Linked DNA regions of Sus scrofa: regions 1 and 3 are each linked to region 2. Evidence: chromatin contacts called from public Hi-C and HiChIP or PLAC-seq data. All regions are on one chromosome and are shown on one strand. Each heading gives the region's core, a stretch centred on a gene start, on an enhancer-like site or on the middle of the called end of the contact. The rest is flanking DNA. Distances are from core to core; before and after follow the strand shown.

The links. A called contact is a pair of places that touch in the nucleus more often than the background predicts. HiChIP or PLAC-seq counts read pairs in DNA pulled down with a chosen protein or histone mark.
Region 1: a contact with region 2 is called in a Hi-C map of embryonic fibroblasts, with 2.1 times the contacts expected there. The contact joins two enhancer-like sites. A contact is called at or near these places in 2 of 47 Hi-C or Micro-C datasets (embryonic fibroblasts and heart right ventricle) and 1 of 2 datasets of contacts at active chromatin or transcription factors (skeletal muscle).
Region 3: a contact with region 2 is called in an H3K27ac HiChIP or PLAC-seq map of skeletal muscle. The contact joins two enhancer-like sites. A contact is called at or near these places in 2 of 47 Hi-C or Micro-C datasets (embryonic fibroblasts and skeletal muscle) and 1 of 2 datasets of contacts at active chromatin or transcription factors (skeletal muscle).

Annotation. Positions count from the first base shown.
Region 1 is chr9:49,143,206-49,147,664 of Sscrofa11.1, forward strand. No RefSeq gene overlaps it. Among named protein-coding and RNA genes, the nearest start is that of MIRLET7A-1, 7.2 kb to the right of the region's middle. Within about 2 kb of position 3,121, at least 8 of the 83 cell types and tissues checked have an H3K27ac peak or open chromatin away from gene starts, as enhancers often do.
Region 2 is chr9:48,664,671-48,669,025 of Sscrofa11.1, forward strand. The region is part of intron 1 of LOC110255448 (a long non-coding RNA gene); the gene reads left to right. Among named protein-coding and RNA genes, the nearest start is that of SORL1, 230 kb to the left of the region's middle. Within about 2 kb of position 2,826, at least 58 of the 83 cell types and tissues checked have an H3K27ac peak or open chromatin away from gene starts, as enhancers often do. A contact at or near this core is called in skeletal muscle, where this site is marked.
Region 3 is chr9:49,162,072-49,166,912 of Sscrofa11.1, forward strand. No RefSeq gene overlaps it. Among named protein-coding and RNA genes, the nearest start is that of MIR100, 6.5 kb to the left of the region's middle. Within about 2 kb of position 2,825, at least 24 of the 83 cell types and tissues checked have an H3K27ac peak or open chromatin away from gene starts, as enhancers often do. A contact at or near this core is called in skeletal muscle, where this site is marked.

The sequences.
Region 1 (4,459 bases), core at 1,871-4,370, 480 kb after region 2:
CAGACTTCCTCACCACCACTATTTTCTTTTCTTTCTTGCTTTTTTTTTTTTTTTAGGGCTGCAGGTGCGGCATGTGGAAGTTCCCAGGCTGGAGGAAGAGGTTGAATGAAAGCTACAGCTGCCAGCCTACACCACAGCCACAGTAAGGCCAGATCCTTAACCCACTGAGCTAGGGTAGGGATTGAACCTGCATCCTCATGGATACTAGTGGGGTTCTTTTCCGCTGAGCCGCAATGGGAACTCCTCACCACCACTATTTCCATCAGAAAGGGTCAGCATCCAGACACCTCCTCCAAAAATAAAGAATGGCCTGAAGTTTCTCCAATTGTCTTAGGAACACAATCCATGGGTAACATTAGGGTTTGTTAATCTGCCTCAATTGGTGTATCTTAACCATTCTTTCACCACGTGTATCCCAGAGTGAGAAACTCTAAGCTTTCTGGATTACAAGAGCTCTTGACTGACCCTGTATTTATTTTTAAGGGGGACCAATGTCAAGTACGGAGGAGAACTGATTTAAAAATTTAAACACAACAATAATAACAACCATTTTGATGTTTAGTCCCAGATAAACCATTCAAAGTATTACCTTATGGGAAAAGTATGAAATGTTTATATAACATAGAGAAAGAAGAGAGACCTCAAAAATGTTCTCTTTGCCAACAAAGTCCTGAGGAAACAATTTTTTTTATTAAAAACTTGCGATTCCTCCCAATGCATCATTTGTCTAGATAAATGTAGCCCAAAGCTACAAAAGCACATTCTTAATAAAATTGAAATACACAGTGATTATGCTTTACTTATCATGCTTATATTTTTTGAGCAATTTTTATTTTTCTATCATGCTCAACATTTTAAATTTCCCATGTGCCCGGGACAGAATGTGAAATTAAAACAACAATTAAACCAAATCCTCATCCAAGAGCTTTCTTAATAAGTACAGCCCAGGTTTACTGATTTAACAGGGCAATACATTTATAATTTGCTGGTGGCAGGAGACTAATTCACTACTGGGGACTTCTGACATCTAAGATCTACATATTGAGATGCTAGAGGGGAACTAGAAAGAATGTCTATGATTTTAATTTACTTATCCTATTTAGAAAAAAAAAAAGTCACTTGAGTCATCCTGGCTCATTTTCCTTACCATTAGTCATACTGCATTTCCTTAAGCCTGTGAGTGTGTTTCTATGTAAATAAACTATGTAGTTCACTTGGGGATAAAAGTCACAGTATTTGGAGATTATAAAGACCTATTAGATCATCCGGTCTGGCCCACAAAAGATAGTCCCCAGATAGGGAACGTAATTGTTGATCTTTGCCAAGAGCCCAAGAAGAAACAGTTGGCAAAAATATTTTCCATGCTTTTTCGGTTTTTAACTTATCTAAGAGTGCTTTGGTCACTTCCCAAGTGGACTAGTAAAATTATCATTAAACAGTTTCACTTATCAGGGAGACACAAAGTTTAACTTATCTGAGTTGATAATGTTTCCACTGCCTCCATTTGTTGAAGAAATGATCTTGTTTGCAAAATATGAACAGGGAGGAATCTGTTCTTTGAACTAGCCAGGCAGTTTCCTTTCAGCAAAAAAAAGTCAAAAGGCAAGTTCTTCCTAACAGTTTTTTCTAATATATTTTCACAAGTTTTAGAGCAATTAGATATTAAAACATTGATTTATACCAAGTAGGAAGTGAATACAGTAGAATACAACAACCTACTACTTTATGAATCAAAGTGTTTTCCATTTCCACTGGCTACATTTCATAGAATTGGAAATAATTTCGAAACAAAGTATGGAGAGGTTTGACTTTATAGTGAAAATCAAAGAGCCAATCAGCACATGAACCACAAAGAAATAGAGAAGATACTTTTTCTGGTAACTATTCTTTTTATTCTGCAGTTCTTCAATCCTATTTCAACCACAATAGGTATGTGTTCCCTCTACCAAGATTATATCCGGAAAAAAATTATTACTACTAAAGAGGTAAAAGCCATGTAAATAAATATAGTGAAAATAGCATAAATAGGAAAAACTAACAAATAATAGCAGATGGGTTGGTAATGTAAAATATAGTTAGAGCTTAATATTTTACATAGAATTACTTCCCATCTACTAAATAGAAATCAACCTAGCCCATGAAGTAAATTTTCTATTTTTATTGAGTCGTATTTCCATTGTGGGTATATATGTGTCACATGAGACTATATTAAAAATGCTGTTTGAAAAAAAAAAAAAGATGTCATCCTGGTCTTCTTGAAGTCTACTTCCTCAGAGCTTACATTCCATCTAAGCCAATGACAAGTTCAAGGATTTCAGAAGAACTTAGTAAGATTCTCCATGTCCACTGAGCACGTACCATGAGCTAAGCCCTTTGCAGGTGTTGTCGAGAATTATAAAGGTGGTATTAGACATGGTCGCTGCCCTTCCAGAGCTTAAAGTATAGAGGAAGAGATGAGTATCCACTCCCCCATCCCTCATCTCCCACACGAGATGGAAAGTAGGTGACTGATTTCTGTCACCTAGCTTGTATTGACTTAGCTAGAAAATCAGAATCCAGACGGGAAAATGGCGCACTCTGATGGGGAAGCTGAGGGAAGCTTTGTGAAAAGATTATCTGCAAAGACTGGACAGAGTTAAGAGATGCTAGGAAGAAATGGGGAGGTATCCAAGGACTGACAAGAGAGGGAGTCACCACCCACGTAAGTCTGAGAGAACAAGGAGAGGGATGCTATCAGAAGGTGAAGAGAGAATTGAGATTTGCAGAGGTGGCCACCATCTTCAGTATGGAATGAAGCCAGGTCAGCCCCATGGCCTGCAGGAGGAGTCAGCTCTAAGTTCTCTCTCCACTTTCTCTTGGTCTCCTCTCTTGGGGCCTTCCTTTGGCCAAAGGTGCAGAAGCCAGAAGGCAAAAGGGGTTATTGAGACAGCCCATGGCGGTCAATTTCTGAAGGCACAAAACAGGATGGAAAAAAGGTAAAGGGAAGATCTGGAAAGGCAGAGAACTGCCAAGAGGACTGGCTAAATTTAGAACCACCTAAGTTCACAGGGTAACATATACACTGTATTAAGAACTAAATATTTTGGTAGCTTGGTTAAGAGTAGTGCTTCACTTGTGACAGAGTATTTGGCACCTTTCCATTAGATGAGATCACAGTCAGTATTAACATGAGTTTCCAGCTTAAGCTGTAGAACATTAACGGTAAAATCTAATTTAACCAGTATTCTGCCAAGCTGAGGTCTGCAATCGGCACTTCTACATGTCAACTGACTATGCAACACAAATTCCGCTTTATAATGCTGATCTTGAAGCATACAGGAGTCAGAGTAATTTATAAATCCTGGAGAAATATTGTACTGCATTTAGAACAATCTTAGCCTTAGGCAAAATATAATCTTTATTTTTAAAGTGGTCATTCATGTATCTCATAAATGGCAATTTTGTTAAAAGCTATATTAACAAGAAAACTCTGCTTCCAGGCCATGGAAGGTAATAAAAAGTTTACTCCCCCCAATCAAATAAAAGTTTACTTCTCTTAAATTCATCCTGCACCTTTCTGTTCAGTCTTTGGGGATATATTCTCCTCGAATTATGCTTGATTTAATATGTGTTTTGCGTATTCATTCTAGTATATTAGCAGCACTTCATTATACAGTAACAAAAAGCTACAAATAGATTAAAGACTCTTAAACCCTTGAGGATTCAGAACGCATATCATGAGTGGCCCGTTTATGCTTTGAAGTTGGTTATTAGCAGCTGACCAGAAACAACATACTGCTGGAATGCTGCAGCCTCATCACTGAGCATGATCTGCCCCAATCTGGAATTCAAGTTATGATTTGAAGCCTATACATTTTCCTCAAATTTTAAAATGGCAACCACAGATCACCTGAGGCCCTTGTTCATTAAACAATGAGTCATTCTGAAAGCCCTTTCCCTTTTTCCTGGACTTGATGAACTTATATACATGAAACTTGGCTGCCCTTGATGCCAACGAATCAACAATTAAGTACTAGTATCGAAGTCCATCAGCCTGGTTTGAAACAAGTCTAAGGGTGTCCAGTTCCATGTGAAAGCTGAATGCAAATCCCCACAGTTGCCCTCCTTCCCTCTCCCCTGAAAGCCAGTGCAGTGGTCATCAACAACGTACATCCTCCAAATGCTTCAAAAATTATGCATAACATAAAAAAATTGGTAACTGTGAGGTTCATCTAAACTGTGCAGATACCCCTTCCAAAATGGATTCCTGATCCCTATCTTTTACCAGAGTGAAAAGTCTTCAGTTCCTAAAGGACAGAACACCCCACTTTCAGCTTCCGATCGCAATTGAGAAACTATAAAACGAGTTTTCTTTTTAACGTTCTCCAGGAAGAAGTGACCTTGACTAAGGGATACCCTCAAGCCAATGGGTAGTAAGACCATAATGATCCTTCTATGACCTCACAGAACATCCAGTCTA
Region 2 (4,355 bases), core at 1,576-4,075:
GCAATAGAATTTATTTTGATAATGAGGAAAAGAGAGTCTAGCTAGGACTGGGAAGATAGTTTGGAAGCCTGGCCTCTTATACCTGGTAAAGCACAAAATGACCACTGTTGATTTTCATGCCACGCCTTTTTGCCCGCAGATTTCTACTTTATTCTTTGAGTCTAGTTCAGAAATTTTATTTTGCTGCATGTTGCCCAAACACACTAACTTCTGAGCTCAAAGATGTCAGTGCAGCATGACAAATTCCATATCGAGCTGCCCCCCTCCCCCCCATGGAACAAAAGACAGACCTGTTGCAAAACCAGGTAAAAATCAGAAGAATTCAAGGAAAAGAGTCCTGAAAAGAAATAGGGGCCCGTTGTCAGATTTCTTCAGTTTATAAAACAAAGAAAATTCATCAAAATTCTCCAGGGCAGATCAATATCCAACCAGACTAAAATAAAGTCTCATGTTCTAATCTCTTGTTGCAAAAACTAAAGTTGATTGTATTGCTTTGCATGGTTCCCCTGAACTAGAAACCTTCCCACCACCAGAGCAGGGGCAGCCTTGACTTGCAGGCAGCTTTGAGGATGAGTTTGGGTCCTAACAATTTAAGAACTTGGGTCCTACAGAAACAGATATGATTACCGGGATATAGCTAGTGCATGGCAAGGTCTGTGAGGACTGAGCTGGTTCTCGTTATTTGTTCAGCCGTGAAATGGGCATGAACCTTTTTCTGACTCATCCCTTAGATGGTAGTGTTGCTGAACTCAGGTCTACTCACCTACTGCACAACCAAGCCAGTTTACTGACACCGGGTTGTAGTGAAGGAAAGTACAGTGTTTATTTGCAGGGAACAAAGCAAGGAGAATAGCTCATGCTCATAAGATTCCCAGACCCAGAGAGAGGGCAGCTCTTTCTATATTTTTTTTTTGGGGGGGTGGGGGTGGGGGATAAAACAGAAGAATGGGAAAGATTTAGCCCTAATGGAGAAACTTGGTTTCCCTCTGAACTAGGGAGTTTATAGGTAAGGTGGGAAAAAATGAAGCAGATAGATGGATTCCAGTCATATTATCAGACTTTCCTCTTTTGGGAACCTCCAAAGTAGGCAGCAGAGGGCTGAGGGTGTGTTCAGTAGATGCATGTAAGGGAGGTAAAGAGACTTAGTGAGATCAGCAAGCCTGGATCTTTTCATTTGACCAAAGCTCTTTCTCCTGTAGGTTAAGCCCTCACAACCTGTATTTTGTTGGGAAGCTCTGTTCATATCTCAGAATTTTGCTTCTTGCTCAGGGATCATGCCTGGCTGTTGAGCTTAGGATCCACCTAATTCAGATTTGGGGTGATAGGATGCAGTTTGGATGGTCCCCTGACAGTGTTTTCCTCTGGCAATGAGCTCCCCAGGAACTGGAGAGAAGGATTTAAGACTATAGAAATGGAGGTCAAGGCTCAAGCAGGGTGACTGAAACTAGCCATTTAGGGAATTAGACTACACAAGGGATGATTGGGGGATTCAAACTTCTCAGAATTGCACCCAAACACTGAGAAAAGGTCAATTGAGGGTCTGGAATCCCCTCACTCTTTCTAAACTCACAGCTGTCATTATCACTTGACATTAAACATACATTTTCCTCTGACATATTTGTATTGTTTTTAAAACTTTATGACAAATAGTTGTGCTGAGTGAGTGCCGGGCACCTTGCAGGCAGGCAGTAAATATTTGCTGAACATTGAAAAAAGGCAGTGGCTTGGCTGTCAGGATGGCTCCTGTTCAGAACCCACCCCCAGCCCTCCATTCATAGGAGGCTGGGTGGATTTCACGTTCAAGGCTTAATCCACCCTGGCCTGTCGGGAATGATCTCTGTGACTATTGGAACATTCTCACACATGCAGAGTGAAAGCCACCATAACAGGCAAGAGGGAAGGCTGGGAGAAGTGCAGCTGGGAATTTTCCGAGAGACACGGTGCTGTTTCTTTGTTCTGGTAGATTTCAGCCAGAAAGAACAGCAAATTTTACTGTCTGCAAACCACCAACGAGCTACTCTCCTCCCCCTTTACCTCCTTCCTTCTCAACCTGGGAATTCATTTGCTGCCTCCCTCTCCTCCTCCTCCTCTGCCCCAGAGCAGTCCCCAGGGACAAAGCTCTTTGTTGTGAACACTCCGAGGCAATACGGAATTGCACAGTCCCCAGGGCAAAATCAGGGCTATCCTCCAAGGCGAGTGATCACCGGGGCAGAGACCCCCGCTCCCCCCACCTGTTGATCTCCCCTCCTCTTGGGGTGAGTGGCAACCTGCATTGTGCTTGGGACGCAGGCGCTTCTACACCAGGCTCAGCAGATGGCGCTGGTGAGCAAACCCAGCCCTTCCCTCCCTCGCCCCTCCCCACCGCCAGAGCCTTGCTGGTCTAAAGCGAAAACAGATGTTTTCATCATTTCTGGATCTGGCATGTGACTTGCAGTTCAGCAGTGTGCCGACATAACCCAGAGTTGTGCGTTCTCTTCATCCCCCACAAAATAAAAATTCTTCCTTGAACGAGCCTTTCTCCTAAGTGAGCCACTAACACATGATCTGTTCAATCCAAGGGCACATGTTTCATCCGGCTCCAAGTGCAACTGCCTTTGTAGCCAGCCTTGGCTCTGTAATTGGGAGGTTGTCTTTTTTTTTTTTTCCCCCCAGAGCAAAGCTAGGGCGGCCAGACCAGCTATCTTTACACCGAGGGCTGGGGAGAGGTGCTAGCTTTTTAAAATAACCCTGGTCTGGCTGGCTGCGGAACGTGTGTGCGTGGGAGCCAGTGCGTTCTGAACAAAACAGGAAGGCCGGGGCGGCGCGCCCTGTTCCCTGCGCCCACGGCAGGTGGCAGCATCGGCCTGGCCTGGCCTCTGCCGCTGGCCGCCCCAAAGCTGGGCCCTTTTACTTTCGGTGGCCTCAAAATTATTAGTTCCAGATGAGTTCTTGCAATTGTAATATTTGGTTTAACCCAATCTGCCCGATTGCGTCAGCACGCGTTCAAATACAGCCGTCTGAAGTCTAACCAGACATCAGAGGCATGTTTCAGGGGGTGTCAACATTCCTTACGCTTTGAAAGAATTAGGGGGAAAAAAAAAAAACCCACACACAAAAAAAACCCCCAGAGTTTGATTTATCCCCCAAACGAAAGAAGGGTTAGCTGCCTGGGGCTGAAGTGCTGAGAGGGATGGAACAGGGGAAATTCAGGGAAGGCGTAACAATAGAACTTGTGGGTCAGAGTCTGCTAGAATGGAACTGGATTTATTTGTTGAACTAGGAAAGGACCTCTGGGCTCTTTGAAGGTTAGAGCAAATAAGCAAAACTGGTGGGCATTTGGTTTTCTAAGAGAAGAGCCCTTCAAGTCACGTAGCTGCTATTGTGAGACACAAAACACATGCTATCTGCCTGTGGCTGGACCTCTGCTTGCACTTGGCCTGGTGGCTCAGGAAGGGGGCTGAGAGGAGGGGCCTGTATTTTAACACAAGGCTTTGACGGGTAGCCCCAGCCTCCATGCTAAGGACACAGATGGGGGTTTCCTAAAGCTATCAGCTGAAGGCCCCAGTTAGAAAACGCAGGACGTCCTGAAGGCTTCTGGCCAGGGGCCTCAAGTGTCTTGTAAACAGCCCTGCTGCAGTTGGTCACTGCCACACCCTGGTGCCTTGATAGCTGGGAAACCAGGCACCCGCTCTGGAGGTCTCAGGTTTTACAGCAGAGGCTGAAGGACTCTCAGATCTCAGGAGCAGAGTAGCCCCATGTGCTAAGGCAGCCAAGGAATCCTGCTCCAATCACTGGAACCGAAAGGGTGTCATGCTTTCCTTAGAGGAGAGGGAGTAACCTGGTATTAGGAGACAGCCGCCCTCATTCGCTCCCCGTCCCTCTGCCTGCACCCCACTTTTAAATCTGTTCAGATCCTTCAAGCCCCTCTCTCAAGGGGACAGAGAGATTCCAGCCGGCCGGCCCCGGGAGGCTGGCCGTTTCCCTGCAGGTCTCTGGCTCGACATGCTGCTGATCAAAAGCCGGCACCCGCCTGGCAGATGCTTCATGTCCTGCGTGTTGGGGGCTGGTGGCTAGTGCTGGCGTCAGGCAGGCAGGCTGATCGGCCATCTTGTTAGATGTGGTTGGGACCCTGCTCCCCTCCTGCCTGCTCCAGTGGCCACTGCGCTGCCCGGATTAGACCCAGGAGGGGTGATGGGACCTCCATACAGTTGGCTGAACACTTCCAGAATATTTAGGGGTCCAAGCTGCTGGTCATTTTTCTCTCAGTTTGAAAAATGCACAGATTGCTGGGGAGATGCTGATTGTCAGTGGTCAGAGCCACACCTGGATCCCAGCAGTTGCTCAGCTTGGGGAAATCAGCCCAACAAGTGAGCATG
Region 3 (4,841 bases), core at 1,575-4,074, 500 kb after region 2:
AAAAATAAAAGGGGAAAGAGGAAGGAAGGAAGAGAGAGGGAGGGAGAAAGAAACAGAGGAGGAAAGGAGGGAGAATGAGAGAGGAATAGAGGAGGGAAGAAAGAGAGAGGGAACTCGGACCTATGCCCGGCATTAATCCGACATCAGGAAGCAGGGGACAGAGCTAGTCTTGGTCCCCCCGTGGCTTTTCAGTTCTCCAGAGGTCTTTCCGCTCACCCTCTGCAGCCCCTGCTCTCTGTAGAAAGATCCAATCACCTCAACAAAAGAGGCACCTCCAGCAAGGGCAGCTCCAAGAGGAATTCCTGGGTGCCATGCGTCATGGCACGTTTTATCCACCTGCGACGCTGCCACCAGGACACCAGCCCCCAGCGTGGGCGCATCTCTCAAGCAACCCGGGCAGAGGCTTCGGGCACCAGAGCCAGCTAGCTTAGGTAGAATGAATTCTTCTCCACCCAGGAAAAGCTGACCAGAAGGGAGCAGGGGAGGGAGGAGGCTGGCGAGGCAATGCCATGGTTTTCGACCTCCTTTCAGGCAAAGGGAAAAGTAGGAATTGACATTTACAACCTTCCTTCCATATACCCCCCGGATTAAAAAATACAAATATATTATGTAAAATGAAAAATGAATGTGTGGCTAGGTCGACTGAAGAACAAAGACATGAAAAATGGCACGACAGAATAAAACAGGTTGGACAAAAAACAAGAGATGCCCTCAGATGATTTGAGTGGTAGGCTGGTTTTTTTTTTTTTTTTTCCCTTTTTTGGTAATTTAAAAACAATCTTAAACCCACTTAAGTGTTCATTCACCACAGATGTATAACAGGGATCAACTATATAAGAGTGAGAAGTTGGAGGCAAATTTGCTTTTGACACACCCGGGGAAACAAAAGAGAGAGAGGCTGCCTGTAACAAGTTGTTCTGCGTGCAGCTGGCTGAGGAGACCACTTTCACTTTTGAAAGCATTAAGTTTGCTCAGGATGACAATTTTTCTTCCTTCTTAAAATGCAAACCAGGATGCTAGCCTACAACTTCCTTTCTAGCTATATTGTTAATAAAGCCCAAAAGGCTTTGAAAAGAACCAAACTTTTTCTTTTTTTTTTTTCAATGCAGAAGACCCTGATTCTGATACGGAAACATGAGACACATGCTTTTAGAAAAATCAGAGGTCTGTCATTTCTTGAATATAAGCAAATGATACACCACACAAAGCCTTCTATATGCCGGGCAACTTTAACACTTGTGATGTTCAAAGCTATGTTTTACTCTTGAGAAAGCCCACCACAATCAGATTAGAAAGCTGTAAATTAAGTGAGGGTTCGGGGTGGCTGGAGGGAAAATGAGGATTAGACCATTTGGATCCTGCAAAGAGGGAAACACACAGTAGGTAAAGAGTCCGTACTTCCTTAGAACCCTGGCCATCTAACGATGAGATTCTTACTCTGGGAAAAGTACAAAAGAGCCAGGAACCTCCACAAGGCTACCTACAAAAAGCAGCAACCATCAAACACAAGCAACTGAGTTCAGTTGCAACAGAGACCCTCCTTACTCCAGGGCAGATTCACCTGGGGGAGCACCTGAACAGCCTAGCAGCCCCCTCTCTGCCTCGCACCCCAGGAGACCTTCGCTTTTCTCCTCCAGGGCTGGCTCTCCCTGTCAACGGCTTTCCACATTTCCCCCTTCCTTTGGAACAACCAAAACCCACCAGATAGAATACGATTGTATTTATTTACCATCGAATTGAAGTTTGGAAAGGAAAAAAGGTATTAATCTGTATTACCCACTTCCTGCTCTCAACTTTTCCCCAAACCGATCAGTTTTTGTCTTCCAGCCTCCTACCCACACCCAGCGCTCCCACTCTCCTCCTCTCCCCATCTCGTTCTCACAGTCTCTCTCTCACACACACACACCCCCCCCCACCACTTGGTCCAATCTGGTACCTGCCTAACAACAACAGTATGACAAGCAACATCTGTTTGTAAAAAAAAAAAAAGCCAAAGTCAAACCTTAACGTTTTCTGGCTAGGTTTCTTTTTTCCTTTTGTCCCTGACTCTAAAAGGGGAGGGGGCAAAAAGAAATATTAAGATTTGTATTCAATGTCGGCTCCAACGAGGCAGCCACCGTACTCCCCTAGAGTTATTTCAAGGTAAAGCAATTTTAGGGAAAACCGCTGCAGTATTTATGGCTGTCTCCCCTGAAGCAAGCCCAGTCACATAAATCCAACAGATCAGATTCCCAGAAGTCAGGTTTTTTTCCTAACAGCTTTATATCCATCTTCTAATTAGAATGATAGGATCGTGCATGCATGTGTGTGTGTGTGTGTTGGGGTGATGAAAGAGAGAGAGAAGAGCAAGACAGAAAAAGAAACGGTCCAGTCTCCCCTCATTTACAGCACACGGGCATATAAACAGGCACATTTACACGGCTGCCACGCACGAGAGCAGGCACGGCGAGCAGGAGGCTGCGGCAGAAATCCGCACAGCTGTGGCCATCGGAAACAGGCCCCACCGTTCCCCCACTGAGACGTGAATTTCTGGAAAGCTACCAACCATCCACAGAGTCACAATGCGAAGGATCAAGCTACCTAGACGGGGAGGGGGAGGGGTGGGAAGAAGCTGGTGAGGAAGAGAAAGGCTCCCTCACCCACTAAACGGCGTCGCCCTCAGGGAGGAGAAACCGTTTCACTCAGGGTTTGGAAGAAACCCATACACATTAAGGGAAAAATAAATTCAGACAAGTTGCTAAGGAGACTTGTGTAAACTCCAAGCGCAGGCATATTTCTTGGCCTTTCCCCCTGGGCTCCATCTTGCATTCTGATCACGCTGCTCTGCGGCAACGTTGCACCAACCTTCTGCATTCATCTTGGCCTTCCCCGTGCAGACTGGCAAAGCACGCTGGTTGTATATATCATCATCGTTCATACTTAACAAGTTAAAAGGGGGTGTGTGTGTGTGTGTGTGTGTGTGTGTGTGTGTGTGTGTGTGTGTGACTAGTTGGAGGGAGAGAGTGGGTGGGGGAACTTAATTTGGAATTTTAAAAACATAGGTGTTGAACAAAGACGAATATTTCAAGTGTATGCTTTGGGGGCAGTGGGGAAAGAGGCAGGGAAAGCATCTAGCGCTGGAAATTTCCCTCTGCCTGTGGAGTCCGTCCTTTCACCACTCTGCCAGCCTCCCCCTCCCACCTCTCATCTCCAGTTAAAACCCTCTATCTCCTGGCATCACTGCAGATGCCAATGGAGGGACCCTGACTTCTGCAGAAAAGGGTGCCTCCCACAGGGTGGAACCCTGCCCCCGCTTCCTGCTCAGGAGGGTGTCCCAGAGAGATGAGCTTTTTGAAAACTACCTGCAACGCTTCACAAAACCTCTACATCAGACCTGTTTAGATCCTAAACCAGCTAGCTTTTCCGAGGACAGACTCCGGCGTGGCGTTCTTCTCCCACAGCGACACACCTTCAGCGGCAGCTGATGCATGTCAACATTTGATTTAGGGGAAAATTAACATTTTCTTTCAGGACGGAGATGTTTGTACTGTAGGAACCAATATTTTCCTTTCTCAGCCTCCTGTATGAGAATTTCTAAAATCTTCCCTAGGACACAGAAGGGATAGACAATCCAGTAGCCTAAATCACTGTTCAGGGTGCTGGGACAAACCAAAGTCAGGCTTCCGTGTGCGTGTGCGTGTGTGAGTGTGTGCCCCTGCCTGTCTCGGGCAGGTTAGGAGGACACAGACCAGACAGCTGGAGGGGAAGTGTCTGCTCGGTCCCTTCTCATATTTAAGACGCTCACAGCATCTGCCCACCAGCCACTACAGAACAGCCAGCCAACCAGGCCTGCTACTGTTGTCACAGTTTTCAGGGGTGGGGGTGGGATGAGGGATGGGTAAGGGGACAGGAAAAGTTTCGACGTTCAGTAGCGCTGAGTGTGTTTCTTCGTGCTCCGAGACGGTTATGCAGCTCCCATCTCTTCCCTCTGCCAACCGGTATTTGGTTTTCACACTTCAAAGCTAAAGCAAGCTGTGCTGCCTCAGTTGAAACCAGGCAGCCGGGCAACCCTGAAGCTAGCAAGACGGAGGCCTGCTCCTGCCATTCGCGGAGAAAGACTGAGCCCTGCACCAGCCCCGCTGGCCCATCCTTAACCAACAATTCCACGTGAGCGAGCCCTAGACTTTAGGGAAGAGGAGACCACTGGCGTTCTTTGTGACCTTTCCCCTACAAGGCATGTCCTCAGATGTTTTGTGTCGCTGAGCCATCATGACTCAATCAAAATGAAAAATGAACCTTGAGGGAGAGGAGCAGGGTGGGCCACTGGGCCACTGCCCTGTGACCTGCTTGGCTTGCAGCAGGGGACTGACACCTGCATGTTCTCACTTGTCCAGGAAGCTGCAGTAGCTCCAACCCCAGCAAATCCTGCCTCATCGCCTGCTGGCTATTTGTTCTGCCTGCTGGGAAGAGGAGGACCAGACCGTCTCTCCCTAATGTGAAGACATACTTGCTAGCTCGCGGCATGATCTTGTATCATCAAAGAGGGGAAGAGCTTAATTCACAAGGTCAGTACAACACCTAGTCCTGCAATGGAGGATTCTCTTCCATTTAATCTGCCCCTCCCCAAGTGCTTTCCTAAGCTTGCGTACGACTTTCTCAAATACCCCAAAGAACTGAAAACAGATTAGATACCTCATGCCCTCCCCCTCCAGCCCCGCAAGTCCTCTGTGGACAAAGGACAGATAGCAATGAACAAAGGGTCCACACAGCCGGCTAGTCTGGATAACAAACTGCACGAGGTGCATAAAAACTTAATTCAGATAATTTTCATGTAAGAAATATGGACTTTCACATCATATTGG